3 separate regions of the Mus musculus genome follow, and all the other regions are linked to region 2. The links are chromatin contacts, called in public HiChIP or PLAC-seq and promoter capture Hi-C maps. All regions are on one chromosome and are shown on one strand. The core of a region is the stretch at or near the end of the contact, and the rest is flanking DNA. Distances in the headings are between cores, read along the strand shown.

Evidence for each region. Promoter capture Hi-C pulls out the DNA fragments that hold promoters and counts their contacts. HiChIP or PLAC-seq counts read pairs in DNA pulled down with a chosen protein or histone mark.
Region 1: a contact with region 2 is called in a promoter capture Hi-C map of hippocampal neurons, with 3 times the contacts expected there. The contact joins the promoter of Ndst4 here to the promoter of Snhg8 in region 2. A contact is called at or near these places in 3 of 39 promoter capture datasets (frontonasal cranial neural crest, hippocampal neurons and pre-B cells), 4 of 484 Hi-C or Micro-C datasets (the G1E-ER4 cell line and cortical neurons) and 3 of 115 datasets of contacts at active chromatin or transcription factors (astrocytes, embryonic forebrain and forebrain).
Region 3: a contact with region 2 is called in an H3K27ac HiChIP or PLAC-seq map of embryonic stem cells, with 4 times the contacts expected there. The contact joins the enhancer-like site here to the promoter of Snhg8 in region 2. A contact is called at or near these places in 8 of 39 promoter capture datasets (cranial neural crest, embryonic stem cells, frontonasal cranial neural crest and 3 more), 10 of 484 Hi-C or Micro-C datasets (3T3-L1-derived adipocytes, the C2C12 cell line, adipose-derived mesenchymal stem cells and 7 more), 14 of 115 datasets of contacts at active chromatin or transcription factors (acute myeloid leukemia, bone marrow-derived dendritic cells, craniofacial prominence and 6 more) and 1 of 9 other capture datasets (embryonic stem cells).

What each region holds. Positions count from the first base shown.
Region 1 is chr3:125,402,303-125,407,101 of GRCm38.p6, forward strand. It overlaps Ndst4 (N-deacetylase/N-sulfotransferase (heparin glucosaminyl) 4), which reads left to right and starts at 1,789. Exons shown (of 14, transcript NM_022565.2): 1 at 1,789-2,205.
Region 2 is chr3:123,506,884-123,511,960 of GRCm38.p6, forward strand. It overlaps Snhg8 (small nucleolar RNA host gene 8), which reads right to left and starts at 1,453. Exons shown (of 1, transcript NR_028574.1): 1 at 669-1,453. Snora24 (small nucleolar RNA, H/ACA box 24) reads right to left here and starts at 1,183; the gene lies at 1,054-1,183. It also overlaps the pseudogene Gm9369.
Region 3 is chr3:124,604,513-124,609,027 of GRCm38.p6, forward strand. No RefSeq gene overlaps it. Among named protein-coding and RNA genes, the nearest start is that of 1700003H04Rik, 26 kb to the left of the region's middle. Within about 2 kb of position 1,834, at least 2 of the 459 cell types and tissues checked have an H3K27ac peak or open chromatin away from gene starts, as enhancers often do. A contact at or near this core is called in embryonic stem cells, where this site is marked.

The DNA of each region.
Region 1 (4,799 bases), core at 539-3,038, 1.9 Mb after region 2:
CTAAGTGGTATTTTTCTTTTTCAACTACAGAATTTTAATTTCCTGTCTTTGGATGTGTTTCAATAATTAATATTTAATAAATACCATGGTATGTCTTAGAACTGACTAACATTGTAACACTTCCATTGTCAAAGTCCTCACAATTAAAAAATGGTTAAGTATCTTCATATCAAAGCTGGTGCTAGAGTAATAATGGACTTGATCATGTTATTTCCTTTGTTATGATTCTACACTGTCCATGGCCATAACCCTGACAAGGCTGTGGATCCTGCTTCAAGGTTCTATTTGATAGTTTTGCAGTGAGAATCATGGAGCTACCATTTAATTCCAACAAGTTCAACCGTTTGTATATAGCACTGCTTCTGTTGGCCTTTGAAATAGGAACGCAGCAAGACTGTAATGGGTTGAACAATTTGCAATAATGTTTCTTCCTCAATTATGCAATTTTCCAAAAACTTAAAATGCTAAATAAATAATGAAATTAAAAAACAAACAAGCAAAACAACAAAAAAGCAAAACTATGGTGGGATCTGGTATGGTAACAGAGGCTATACTAGAAACTGAAGGGCTCTGGGTTCAATTCCCAGCACCATAACCAGACAGGTAAAACTATAAAAGATAGAAATTTTCAATTAGCATTTAAAATGCATTTTAATCAACACTGAACCATGGCATGGTATTTTCCTCATAATATTATATTATTGATAAAAAGATACGTCTGCAGTATGCTTATCTCTCTCAATTGTAATGGGCATCACTAAGTCAACATGTCTTGACCTTCAAATGCTTCTTTGCCATCCGGGTAAGAAGTTGCTGAATGCTGCTTGAAGATTTTATAAACATAAACTTTTTCTCAACTCACTGTGCATGAGAATTTAGGCAATTTGCAGACAAATGTTATGCAGACGTTAACACCAATAATACTGGATACAGACATCATAAAGCCAAGCTTTAATGGCTTCTCCACTACTTCCACCCCCCTCTCTAGTCACGGGATTTTACTGAAATTGTCCGAATATTACATGTATTGCTTATAACTGAAGACACACACACCAGATTAGAGAGTATTCTGCAGCTCTATTCTGTCTTGAAACAAGTTTTCATTTTTTTTCTTGTATATTTATATTTAAATATATATATGAATATATATATATATAATTTTTAAATTTGAGAAATAGAAATGTAGTTTCCCATAGGAATCAAATTTTACCTCTGTTAATTAACATTATATAGTTTTACATATTTATCTGTCCTTACTGATAACACATGTTTATGCTATTATAAGTATCAGGATTTGGTAGCTCACAGACAGTTCTCCAAGTTTTCTATTGCTCATTGCTGGCTTTTGTTCTGTTTGAAATTAGACTCTTTGGCTGGCACATATTCACAACAGAAAGCCCCATCACGAACTTTTATTAACCCACTTGATACAGTGACATAGCTGCAAAGTGAAATCTTATTCTCGGATTATGTAGGAAATATTCAAACTGTCCAGTGAACGATTATCCAAATCCTCAAGGGGCACCTAATCAATCAATCAGTGTTGTGTGAGAGGAAGGCTGCCGGCTGCTGAATTAGCTTCTGCTGGAATGTGTTCATGTGTAACATCCCACTGCCTGGATGACATCACAACAGCTTCAGGTCCTTGAAAGTCTTGAGGATGATTAGCTGAAGGAATTGGCTGTTTCTGCCAATCATAACCCGGCAGAGCTGCCTTCATAGTTCTGGAGATGTGAGAGAAAAAGGGAGGGAGGGAGAGAGGGAGGGAGGGAGGGAAAGACCGACTCCAGCTAAGCAAGAGGCACAGCAGCAGTGGCAGAAGCAGACAGGAGCAGCTGGTATTCCGGTGATTAAATAGTTCTCATAGCCTTTTTGCTGTACCCGGTCTGCTCCCTGGGGTAAGGCTCGTGTCCGAGAAGGAAGCTGCATTTTAACGGTGTGCTGAACAGAGGTCTGAATCATTCCAGCTGGCTGCTTGTTTTGAAAAGGACAATGTGTGTATAAATAAAAAGACTGCTGGAAGGGTCCAGACACCGGCACCGGAGCTGAGGAGTGCTCTCAGAATCCTGTTGAGGCAGATGGCACGAACTGAAAGCTCCGCTAATTAACGTGGAGCCAAGTAAACCTGAATTCTGGATATCTCATTTTCTAACTTCGGATAAATTCAAGTTAGCAAAAGAAAAAAAAATTGAAATGCTTCTCTAGGTAAGTTACTGCCCTAATTTGTTGAAATTGACAATGACGGGGTATGTGTGGCTTAGCTTCATAAACAAGTTAAACGCACTAAAGTTTTATTTGTGAAAGATTTATGTAGAAGCAGATACTTTTAGAGCCAAATTCAATCTCCCTTTCTGGCGTGTGTATACATACCTGTCAGTATGTAGAAGTTATATTTGCATTGTATATAGAATGTATTGCCCTGCTGTAAAAAGGGAACTGAACAGCAGATTAATTTTAAACAGTTACTCTGACATTTGCACCAAAACACCTCCCTGGATAACAGGTTTGTCCTGTTTCTACTGGACCTACTAATTTTGCAAACTCAGCCTTCAGTCATAACTGTGGCTGGTGTTTAAATGTTTCCTAAGAAGTATTACTTAGAATGTGGCATGCAAATTGCCCAAGATGAGAACTCTTCTCCTTGGGACATAAGATTTATAGGTGTTCTCTGTTTTGATGGAATTTTGAGAGAAACAGCTGGCACACACATTTGAAACTGAACGACACTGGCATATGCTGTTTATCAGGAAATAGATGCTATCCCCTAGCTCATATTAGAAATGAAAACATCTCAGGGTAATATATGTCATATTCATATCCTAGATTGTGAGCAGGACACCGACACCTCAGTGCCGTATTCACACACACACACGCACACACATATACACACACACACTTCCAAAGCCCCCTACACAAAACACATTGGAAAATGCGAGATGTTTAAAGGTGGTCTTAGTGTTTCTAATACTTATATCAGAAGAAATCAAAGTTTAAAAATATTAAAAATTGATTTCCTTTTAACTTGTCCTAATTTACAAATTGATATACTTTTTCAGAAGCAGTGTGTTGTTTATTTTGGTAGACTGTGTTCTGCTCCTCAATTAACTTTGAGAAAGTGTAATGAGTTTATCCTTTCTGTCAGACGCTCCTTTTCCTGCCTTCACAGCGTCTGTTCTAGGAGTTTTCATTTACATGGAGGCAGAACTTTTCAATGTTAAGCTGAAGCAAGATATTAATACATTTCTGTCATTCAGGCTTAGTTATCCACTTTCTTGTCAGTTTCATAGTTAAAATCCTGTATATTTTGGAATAAGAAGAAGCTGGTGAAGACAGAAGTTACTAAAATTACTTTAATTTCACTAAAACTAAGAGACAATGAGTTTCTCCAAATGATTTTAATGAGTTGTTATTTTTCCGGATCACAACTATTTTAATTTGTTTTACTGGAATTGGGCCAATTAGCTATAAGCAGAAACTTAGGTAGTGATGGATAATTTGTTTTGTTTGTTTCAATAAAGTTTAAGTCAGGAACATAAGACCCCTGACCAGAAGGATCTCATGGTGAGAACCAGCATTCCCCCAAACATTAGAATGTTTAATAAGAAAAGTAACTGTGTCATTTATGTTTATCTCTGGACAGAAATAGATATTTGAGTATACTATGATTTTTGCTGTTTTTCCATAGAGAATTCTCTGGCAATCTATAGCATGAAAGTCGTCCTTGATGGAAAATACAGATAAAAATTCTGATGTAACTCTTTTATAAAAGAAAAGCTTTGGATAATTTTATTATATTTTATTTTTAAGAAATCAATGAGAAAGCCATCTGTACATAATAATCTAGATCATTCTTTTGCTTTTTCCTGAAAATAAAAAAAATTGCATGTTCATATAGAATGCATGTATATACATTCACCTGAGAAGCAAGTATCTTAGATTTCATCAGGCATGAAAACTAATATATCTATTTGATACGGATTCGGTCTTCCTCCAAGAATGCTACCATGCCATGATCATATGTTTAAAAGAAAAATACCTCAAATTCTTAATTGATCTCAATGTCAGACCTAGTGTTTCTAAATGCTAAATAAATGTTTCTAATCCATACAAGAGTTGAGCTGAGAAGTTTAATGTATTGTGATTCCCTCTCACTTTGTTTTTACTGAAAAAGTGAGAATAAAATACCATCATGCTATTTCATTTACTAGCAACTACTCAGGGAGAAGAGAGAAACACTTAGCATACTGTGTTCAAACTAGAAGCTTTCTGGCTGATGCCGCCTCTCCAGATTTAAAAAGCAGCTGGGGAAACTTATAAAGTGAAGCTAGACTATCAGCCCTGGCTGTCAGCCAAGCCTGAAGAGCCATGCACCCAGAAGCCTACTCTTCCCCCCACCCTCCCCGTGGGCTGGAATTTATTGATAATGCATTATGTTTTAAGTCTAACCTGTACAAACTGGAATATTTCAGGAGCAAATATATTGCCAGACTAGGGGAAAACTGTAAAGTAACAAAGATTTCTTCTTTATCAAAGGTTGCTGGGATGAAATCATAGCCTAAACCCTATAAAACACAATATGTACTGGAAAGTACAGGAAGGGTGAAATGCCTTCTCTACATACTAGCTTGGAATGGCAGCAAGACCAGAAGTGCCATATATACGTGTGCCAAAACAAAGAACTTCAAGGTTTTATTCAATCAACCAACTCCAAAAAGTCAAGTAAAAGTAGGACTTCCAAACCCTTTCATAGTCTTGTAGCTAGACAACAAAAGGTAAACTCTCCTTCATTGTGCACCTCC
Region 2 (5,077 bases), core at 203-2,702:
TTGAACCATGAAAAAGTACGCCATCTACTGGTACCTTCAAGTAAGTTCAGATCTCCTGAGACTAACCTGACAAATGTTTTAAAGAGGCTCTCCTTATGTACCAGAAAGCCTAACACATGAAATGGCAAGCAGTTAAGAGGCCATACAAATTACTGACCACTTGTGGAACCATGACCTTACAGCAGCCCTTTTTAAATAGGAATGAAGGCCCAGAGACATCTGGTGGGAATTTGGATCCCAATAATCTCTGTGCAGAGGAATCACCCCCTGGTTCCTAAGCTTCCCTAAATAAGGCCTATCATACTCTTGAGTGTGAGTCTCAGTACCTCAAATCCCAGACACAAAAGCCTCTAAGGTCACAAGTATCCCCTCAGCACCTGTCACAACACACCCCCTAGCTGGTGTTACATACTTGGCTTCTGGAGATTTGAAGTTGAATGGCACACACTAGAAGGCTTGGAGAGCAGCAAGCAAAAGATACTTTTCATTAAGGGCAACCGTCTGTGGCTTATTAATCACTCATGTTCCAAGCCAACATTTATCTTGCACCTTTGTAACAATCAAACCTATCTTCTTTGGAAGCCTAGTTAACCCAGTTATTTCCTGCGCAAATGTCTCCTGTATCGTTAACTCTTAATTCACACAACCTCCAGAAACAGGACACAGTCTTATTACACACCAAACATCTTTTATTTAATATAAAATATTCAATTTTCAAAAATTAAAAGCGAAGATTCCCTGTAAGTTGACCAGAGACGATCTCAACCACTACAGTACCTGCAAGAAAAAAAAAAAGGCCCATTACAGAATATCCGTGACTATACTACGGGCTGTTTACTTATGTTAATGTCAGCACAAGAGCAAACTTCACCCTAACAGTAAAGGCCCACTCACTACCCAGAACCGCGAAAACACCACAAAAATGAATCTTACCTTAACACTTCCTCCACTGTTCAACAGCAACGGGTCCCGGCGTTTCCTAGAAATATTTCAATACTAGTTTAGAAAACTGAAGTCCATTTTTCTAGCGTCGTGTAGACTCTTACAATCTTAGAATGTCACTTGCTCAAGTCAGAATCTGGTACCAATGAAATGGTGACAGCTTTGCCAATAACAAGAACATGCTCTTCCATGGCTAGGAAGGGAGACTGCCACAGGCGGCAGGTCCCAAAGATACATGGAGTTTCACAGCCCAAAAATCTAGTGTAACCCCAGAGGTGTCACTCACCATCCGACCCAGCGGTGGCGAACTTGCGTCACGCCGCCCAACACCGTATCGGCTTTACATGGTGGTCGTCGCGCTAACCTTCACGGCGCTCTTGCAGAGTTGATGGCTTTCGGCCAGCACCATAGCCACCTTGTGTCTCCCGCATCTCGGCCACTCACAAATAAGGCCCAAGATATCATCCCCACCATACAACTACATACTCGTAGGCGGATCGCAGCCAAAGAGACTTCTGAACGGTGCGCGCACGCTTTTATAGCCCGGGTGACGCTCTCCCAAGAGCCTGCGCGCGAGGGGCGGGGCTTTCCCGCCCATTCCGAGCTCTCCCGCGCCTCGTCACTTTGATTGGTGTACAGGCGGCCCGGATTCGATGCGTGCGTCACAGGAATGGGCGGGCTGTGGAGGTGGGCGGGGAAAAGCCGAGCTGAAACCACAGTTCTCGCGGTGTCAGAAGTCTCGTGGCTGAAGCTCTGGCGGTGCGCGCGTTTTCTCTTCTTGGCTGCGTTCTTCTCTGGGACCCAAAGTCTAAGGTCCCTTCGTTGCCGCCTCCCCCGGCATCACTTCCTATGGCGCCGGCCCTTTGTCCCCGAGAGCTGTTGGCGGCTCCTCTGCCCCCATCGGGGTTGATGGTTCCGCTTGCGCCCTTCCGCTTGCCCTTTTGATCTGATCTCACTTTTGCCCGACACAGCGCGCCGGAAGGTTTCTCGAACCGGGAGAACGGGAAGCCTGGGCAGTGCGAGCAGACCCGCCCGGCCCTCGGCTTTTCCGGGAGGAAGGCATATCTCACTCCCGCGTGCAGCCCGCTATGAGACAGAATAGAGGGCCTTTAGTGATGGAGTATGGAGATGACAGTTGTCGTCATGGAGAATGTTAGTTAGAAAGCTGTGATCATTACAGGCTGGGAAGGGTGCGGTTAGGGCAACACCGTGCAGGAGTCAGTAGGAACGAATTCATTGGAGACAATACTCGCATTTGAAGGACCTAGAGGGGTTCGTGAACCTCAGCTCGCTCACCCACTATCTCATTTTACTTAAAATAATCACTACTGAATTGAAAGAACTAGTTCATCATAAGGCTCAAGTAACCGCGGCGCGTTGCCCAAACATTTCATTTACATTCTGGATGGTCTTCTGAGGGTGTCCTTAAGAATGGTCTGTATTAGTCCTGAGCTGAGAAGTCCGAGATTAAGGGCCTTCCTTCTCTGGCCAGTAGATGGTAGCCTGCATCTTTCCGTGGGTTTTTCTTTTGTGCCTGTCTGCACCTGTCAGGTTTTTTATTTTACAAAATGTAGTTTTGTTTTTATGTTACTCTGCTGTTACACAGGGCATAACATTTTCATAAGGCTTTTTTGGGGACTACAGTCAATGATTAGCAAACAACTCTCTAAAGAACAATCACTGAACCAAATGGATACCCTCTCACATGTACACAAATTTGCATGGAAAAGTACTAACATTACTTTAAATTGCAATGCACTACATTTTCCATATCTTCGCAGTAATACAAAACACAGTCGCTTGTAGAACCGGTTCAGATTACTTAAATACCAAGTGTGCTGTCAGTCCTCTACTCACGTGTCTGGAAGTTACTCGTGTTTACATGAAATGAAGCTATTGATACTTTTCTACAGCAGTAACTGCACACCAGGAAGGAGGAGACAACACAAACCAAGGGATGGAGTTTCCCCAAAGCTGCAGTGTGAAAAGACTATATAAACAGTTGATCCCATACACACGAATGGGCTTTCTTGCTAGAGGAAATCCAAGTGGAATAAGGAATGGAGATGTAAAAAGGTCTTCTTGAGGGGAAGGGGGTTGGTGCCCTGGATGCCTTTAGTTTTCGGCCCCCTCTGCTGCATCACATTCTTCTGCACTGTCTGATGTCCATAATGTTAAGTTGTCTCTAAGCAACTGCATGATAAGGGTGCTGTCTTTGTAGGAGTCTTTGTTCAGTGTACCAAGCTCTGTGATAGCCTCATCAAAAGCCGTTTTAGCCAGTGTGTAGGCAAGCTCTGGATTATTAAGGATCACAGAGTAAAATACAGGAAGGTTAAGAGCCAGCCCCAGGCGGATTGGATGTGTAGGTTGCATCTCTTTCTTGCTTATATCAAATGCCTCTTGGTAGGCTCTTTGGGAATTTTCTATCATTTGTTTTCCATCATCGCCACAAGCTACTTCAGCAAGATCCTGGAAATAATCTCCATTCATTTTCAGATAGAAGACCTTACTCTCTGGATTAATTGCATTGGCTATTAAATACTTACCCAACAATTCCAGAACCGTGATGCAGATGGACCTCAGTTCCAACTCCACTTTCTCCTGACAGTCCTTGGTCAGCTGCAACTTCTTGTTGGAGGTGTCGGTCTTCTTCTCAATGCTCGAGATGACCATCCAGGCAGACCTGCGGCCCTCAACCACGTTCTTGTAGGCCACCAACAGCACGGTCTAGTAACCTCATTCCAAATACTACCATGTTCAGAGAGTAGGGGCTACGATTTCAACATAAGTTTTGGCAGCACATCATGTCTTACTGAACATTTTTAATGAACCAGACGTTAACCATTGGGCTAGGTAGCTGGAATGGAATAGTGATAGTTTATGTCCTTGTATATTCCTGTCTTTTGGCCAAACTTGTTTTGTCTGAAATGGAACTTTTAAAACCTGCCTTTGGCATGTCCTTCTGTTTGTGTTCTTTTCTGTCCTTGTTGCTCTCCCCTCACCACATCTCTTATCATCTGTGGAAGTTCTTTTCAGCTTTCAGCGTTTTGGTCAAGTGTTGTTATGAAAACCTTCATCCGTACAAGTGATTTTGATGTTTGCATTTTCTCCTGGGGAAGTGCTTGGAGGGAAGACTCCAGTGAGCACTTGTGGTCATGGCAAAGTGCTTTGAAGAGCACAGTACGTATTTCTGAAACGGAAAAAAGATTTGTTTTTAGGGTTTGAGATGTTACTTCATTTCTGAGTGCTTACCTAGCAGCACGAAGCCCTGGGACCAGCGCCCAGCAAGGCATACAGTGGGCACGGTGGCACGGGCCTGTAACCCCAGCAAGGCATACAGTGGGCACGGTGGTACGGGCCTGTAACCCCAGCAAGGCATACAGTGGGCACGGTGGCACGGGCCTGTAACCCCAGCAAGGCATACAGTGGGCACGGTGGTACGGGCCTGTAACCCCAGCAAGGCATACAGTGGGCACGGTGGCACGGGCCTGTAACCCCAGCAAGGCATACAGTGGGCACGGTGGTACGGGCCTGTAACCCCAGCAAGGCATACAGTGGGCACGGTGGCACATGATGGCACGCGCCTGTAACCCCAGCAAGGCATACAGTGGGCACGGTGGCACGCGCCTGTAACCCCAGCAAGGCATACAGTGGGCACGGTGGCACGTGCCTGTAACCCCAGCAAGGCATACAGTGGGCACGGTGGCACGGGCCTGTAACCCCAGCAACTAGTGGCTTTCGGGTTGGAGTTTTGTTTGACTACCTATTAAGTTAATGGACAATTTAGGGTACATGAGACCCTACTTCAAAACCACTATTTTTATTTATTTTTTTAGTTTAAAACCTTTGGGATAGGGGGCTGGAAATGTAGCTTAGTGATGAGTGTTTGTTTGGTAATCACAAGGCTCTGTGTACAATCTCCAGCACCACAAGGAAACAACAGCAAAAGTAATTTTCTCCAGAAGGTGGAGTCTCATCCCTCTCCTGGATTGCAGCACCAGTTTCATATTGGGTTGTTTCATGACTTGATTTCAAGGTGCAGGGTAAAGAAAGGATATCCTGGGCTGGGGAGATGGCTCAGTGGTTAAGAAAACTGCCTGCACTTCCAGAGGTCCTGAGTTTAAATCCCAGCAAC
Region 3 (4,515 bases), core at 584-3,083, 1.1 Mb after region 2:
GGACCCCTTCTCTCATCCCTCACCCCACTTCCATAGAACATATCCCTTCCACTCTTTATCTTTTTATAAACACATCACTTACAATGATACAATAGTGAAATTATACTCGAAGCATGAACATTATAGAATAGGAATATATTTACTTGCAAATTATTGCAATTTATAATGTCATAATTATTTACAAGAGCAGAATGAGAAAATACAGGAAGTAAACATTTTACACTTGGAGGAGAAATTATTAAACAAAGACATCTGTAAAGAACTTTATAATATGCAAAGTTTGTAATGGTTAAATATTGATATACATGTTATAAGTCATCAGGAGATGAGTTACATATGAAATGAAAACTTTGCTCTGTAAAATTTTAATCAAAAAAAAAAAAACCTTGGAGTATAGTTTCAACAACATGAAATAAAGGAATATTTCATAAAATAATAGAAAGCAGAAGAAAAGTCTGAGTGGAATATCCAAGCTATGTAGGACTTAGAAGAAAGTATTGAAAGAAATATTTATAATATTTAATTATTTTGACATGTTTTCCTATGGGGAGTGAGGTATTTAGGGACTTTCAAATTTGTTCTCCAATATCTATAACTTTTTGAAATTTTTAGACATTGTTTCAGTGCTGTCATACAAAACAAGCCAAGTTTCTCATCATTGCAAAGACACAAAAGAGTAGGTTGAAGTGAAGCATATCTCACCACAGAATCACTGGATCACCGTGGCCTTCCATGCACAATCTATATGTAATGTTGAGGGGCTCAAGGCTGTGAAGACCAAGCGGCCCTGCCCACCTTTAAAACATCCACACTATGCTTTCCTCCTCCTGATTTAGCTATCATGAGACATTTTAGCTTTTCTGAAAGGTTAAAAAAAAAAAAAAACACTGACACAGAAAACCATGATACATGAATTTCAACAGGCACCTTTACACAAGATCTTTATGATATACCCATCAGAATTACCTTAACGGATACAAGAAAGTATGTTACAAATGCTCTCATTACAGCTTTGCAAAAGGACAAACGGAAAAATAATTTTTAAAAGTTACATTGTATTGATTTTTATATTTTCCTAAGAATGTTAGAGAAAACTTTCCATAGTAAACTATTATTTCAAATTTGTTAAAAAGAAAGAAATCCATTATAAAATAATAGAAAAGCAACATTTAATTTAAAGATAGATAGATGGCACTGTAGGTCTATCTTAGTCCTCTTTCAGTATGAAGAAACTTTTACCTTAACTTCTTTCTGATATATGTGATATTGAAGATAATTTCCTTCCCAATATCCTGAAAAAAAATACTATAATCTTAAATCATTGATATTGTTTATTCTTAAACAAAACAAAATGTGTTATTTCAAGTTACCAATACAAATGTATATGTATCTGTGTGTGTGTGTGCGCACATGTGTGTGTATGATATAAAAAGAAGAAAAATTAAGAAAATTTGTCAATATCTGGAAATGTAATCATATCTAATAAGCTAATTCAGAAGTTTTAAAACCTTGAGCTAGTTTTTTGAATTGCTTCCAGCATTTGTTCTTTCCTAACTTCTGTGCTTCTGAACCTGGTATAGAGTATGTGGTTGCTGATGGAGTTAGTTCCCCTTTTGCTTTTAGCTATGGGCTTCCCTCAAGCACCTTGACACATGGCCCTTCTTAAAGGGCATCTCACTTTCAACACTAGAGCTTTCTTCACCAAAAACAAGGAGATGGTTAAATTATATGAATCTTTGACTTTTCATTTGCAAATGTAGAGAGTGAATGGGGGCTTCCAAGCCAGGGGTCATAATCATTAACATATGAAAGAAACTAAGACAAAGAGAAGGACTGAAAACATTCCCCACCCAGGCTACAGGTAAAGGCCTTAATAAGTTACACAAAAGCCTACAGATTACAAATTCAGTAAAGATGGGTGCTTTGTGAATGACTCAGAAAAGGGTAAGGATATACCTGCTTCAGGACCTGTGAGCTTTTCATCTTTCCAGCTTTATGGACCATTTCATTTCTTGGAACTGTTTTCTTAATAAATAGTCTTTATTTCTACCACTAATTATATGTCTCTGGTTCAATACTTTGTTCTATGGGACAGAAACTGGAAATCTCGGATGGTGACCTCCAGACCCGAATCCATACCTACAACATTTTTATTGATCATGGAAGAGACACAGATTCACTTTCAGTCTGTTTTATTTATTTTAAATAGGTTAAATGGTTGTGATTGGATGAAATTTGCATACTAGGAACCAAAGCCACTGAAAACCACTCTTGAAAACTTCCTACTAATTTTCATTTGTCTGTAGATGAGAAAACACTCAAACAACTTAAATAATGCCCACATGAACACGAGGCTCTCATCATCAGAAATATAAGAGTCCTTCCAGCTGCTTCAGAGCTTAGAGAGAATGCATGCCAAGCCTCAGATTTGAAATCACTTCAGCCATTTCTGTGATATATCCATGTACCACATTTAGCAGAGATCCTAACTAACTCTAGTAACACTTTTGACCCATAGAAATCATAAAGTTTTCAGAAGATGTTGGGATATTTTAAAACCTTTCAGCATGGGATAAAAGAATAATGGTATTAGGTTCACCCTCTTCCCCAACCCCAGCTCATAAGGGACCTATCTATCTAACTCAGGTTCTTGCCCATTTTAACAGTATCAAGTAAGGTTTCTGTCTCATGCAATAGGTTTTAGATCCAACAAAAAAGTAGTGTGTGTGTTTTTTTTCTTTTCTTTTCTTTTTTTTAATAACATTTGGACCATTATCAGAGGCAAGTCACTATTGTATGTAGCAAGATTTAGAGGTGGGTCATAATAATAATAATTTTCTTTCTGGTAGCATGTCGTCTAATTTTCACCCTCTGCTACTGGATCAAAAAGATGGTAAAATATTAAAATAGATTAAATATACTGTGAGCATATTATGCCATTCATCCAACTGTCTATGAGTAAATCAAATAGCCAATTAAAATTGCTCACGCTAAGTGAATGAGGTTCATCAATGAGTTATTCCTAGACTAAAAAGCTACACATAAAAAGTATCTGCCAAATAAATTGTCTTTATGTTTTTCAAGGACAATTTGAAGAATTTTAAAAATGCTTTATCTCTCAAAACAAATATTCTCATAACTTAAACTTTGAAAAAGTTACCCATTAATTTAAAAAACATAAATTTTGTTTGGTGTGGAACTGAACAATAACTATTCCGTTGAGTTGTTAGATTCCACTTTGGCATCTTCTGTATTTTGTCAGGCATTGACATTTTCATTGTGCTAGTATTTGCTAATAACTTGAAACCCAAAGGTGTTTGTCATGTTTATACTAGGAGAATTAATGAGCATGTTTTTATTCACACTGACTTGGTAGTTTGTTCTTCCTTCATAAAGATGATTATCTGTAAGTTGTATATCACTATTTAAATCCCAATTTACTTGGAAAATAAAACTCAAGAAGTATTTAAAAAGTCAAATTAATTCTACAAAAATTGACAAAGCATTTGCATCCAAACTGTAAAGATCTTTCACCTGATGTTTTGGTTTATTTTTAGATATGCAATTATTTTTGAAGCTATTGTAAAAGTGAGAGTCACCATGATCTCGTTCTCAGTGAGATAATCGTGGCCTTTAAAAATGCCAGAACTATTTGCTACTTTCAAAATCATAGCTGAGGTAAGATGAAATGACAAGAGACAGGTGGGCACAACATACCATGCTGTAGTAGGTATTCTGGACTACATGTTAATTGTAAAACCTGCTATTGCATTTTATATTGAAAATTGTACCTGTGTGAATTAAATGTGAGAACATCGTGAATTAATGAAATTTAAATTGCTAAGGTTAATATTAAATTAAATCATCACACTTTCCCTACTTAGACTCCCTCCTTTCCTCTAGGAACTTAATTGTGCCTTCAAAACTCTGAGACTTCACTTTCACAGGTAATTTTTAGTCATTGCTAAACAACTTCTCATGGTTACAGTAACTGATTCTTCTTTCTTAAATATTCCTTGAACTTAGGCAGACTGAGTCAACTGCCAATATTAAATCCAGAGAATAAAACAGGGTAGGATTCCAAATAAACTTGAGCAAGCACATCTGCAGTTTACTTGCTTAGAACACTGATTTTCTTTTCTTTTTTATTTACTGATTATTTTATTTATTTACATTTCAAATGTTATCCCCATTCCCAGGTTCCCCACTACAATGCTCCTATCACACCCCACCTTCTCCTTGCTTCTATGAGGGTGCTCCCCCACCCATCTACCCACTCCAGTCTCACCACCCTAGCATTCCCCTATGACTGGGTCATAGAGCATTCACAGGACCAAGGGCCCCTCCTCCCATGGATGTCTAACAAGGCCATCCTCCACTACATATGTAGCTGGAGCCATGGATCCCTCCATGTGTACTCTTTGGATGGTGGTTTAGTCCTTGGGAGCTCTGGGGGGGGGGGTTGGTTGGTTGGTTGGTTGATATTGTTGTTCTTCCTATGGAATTGCAAACCCC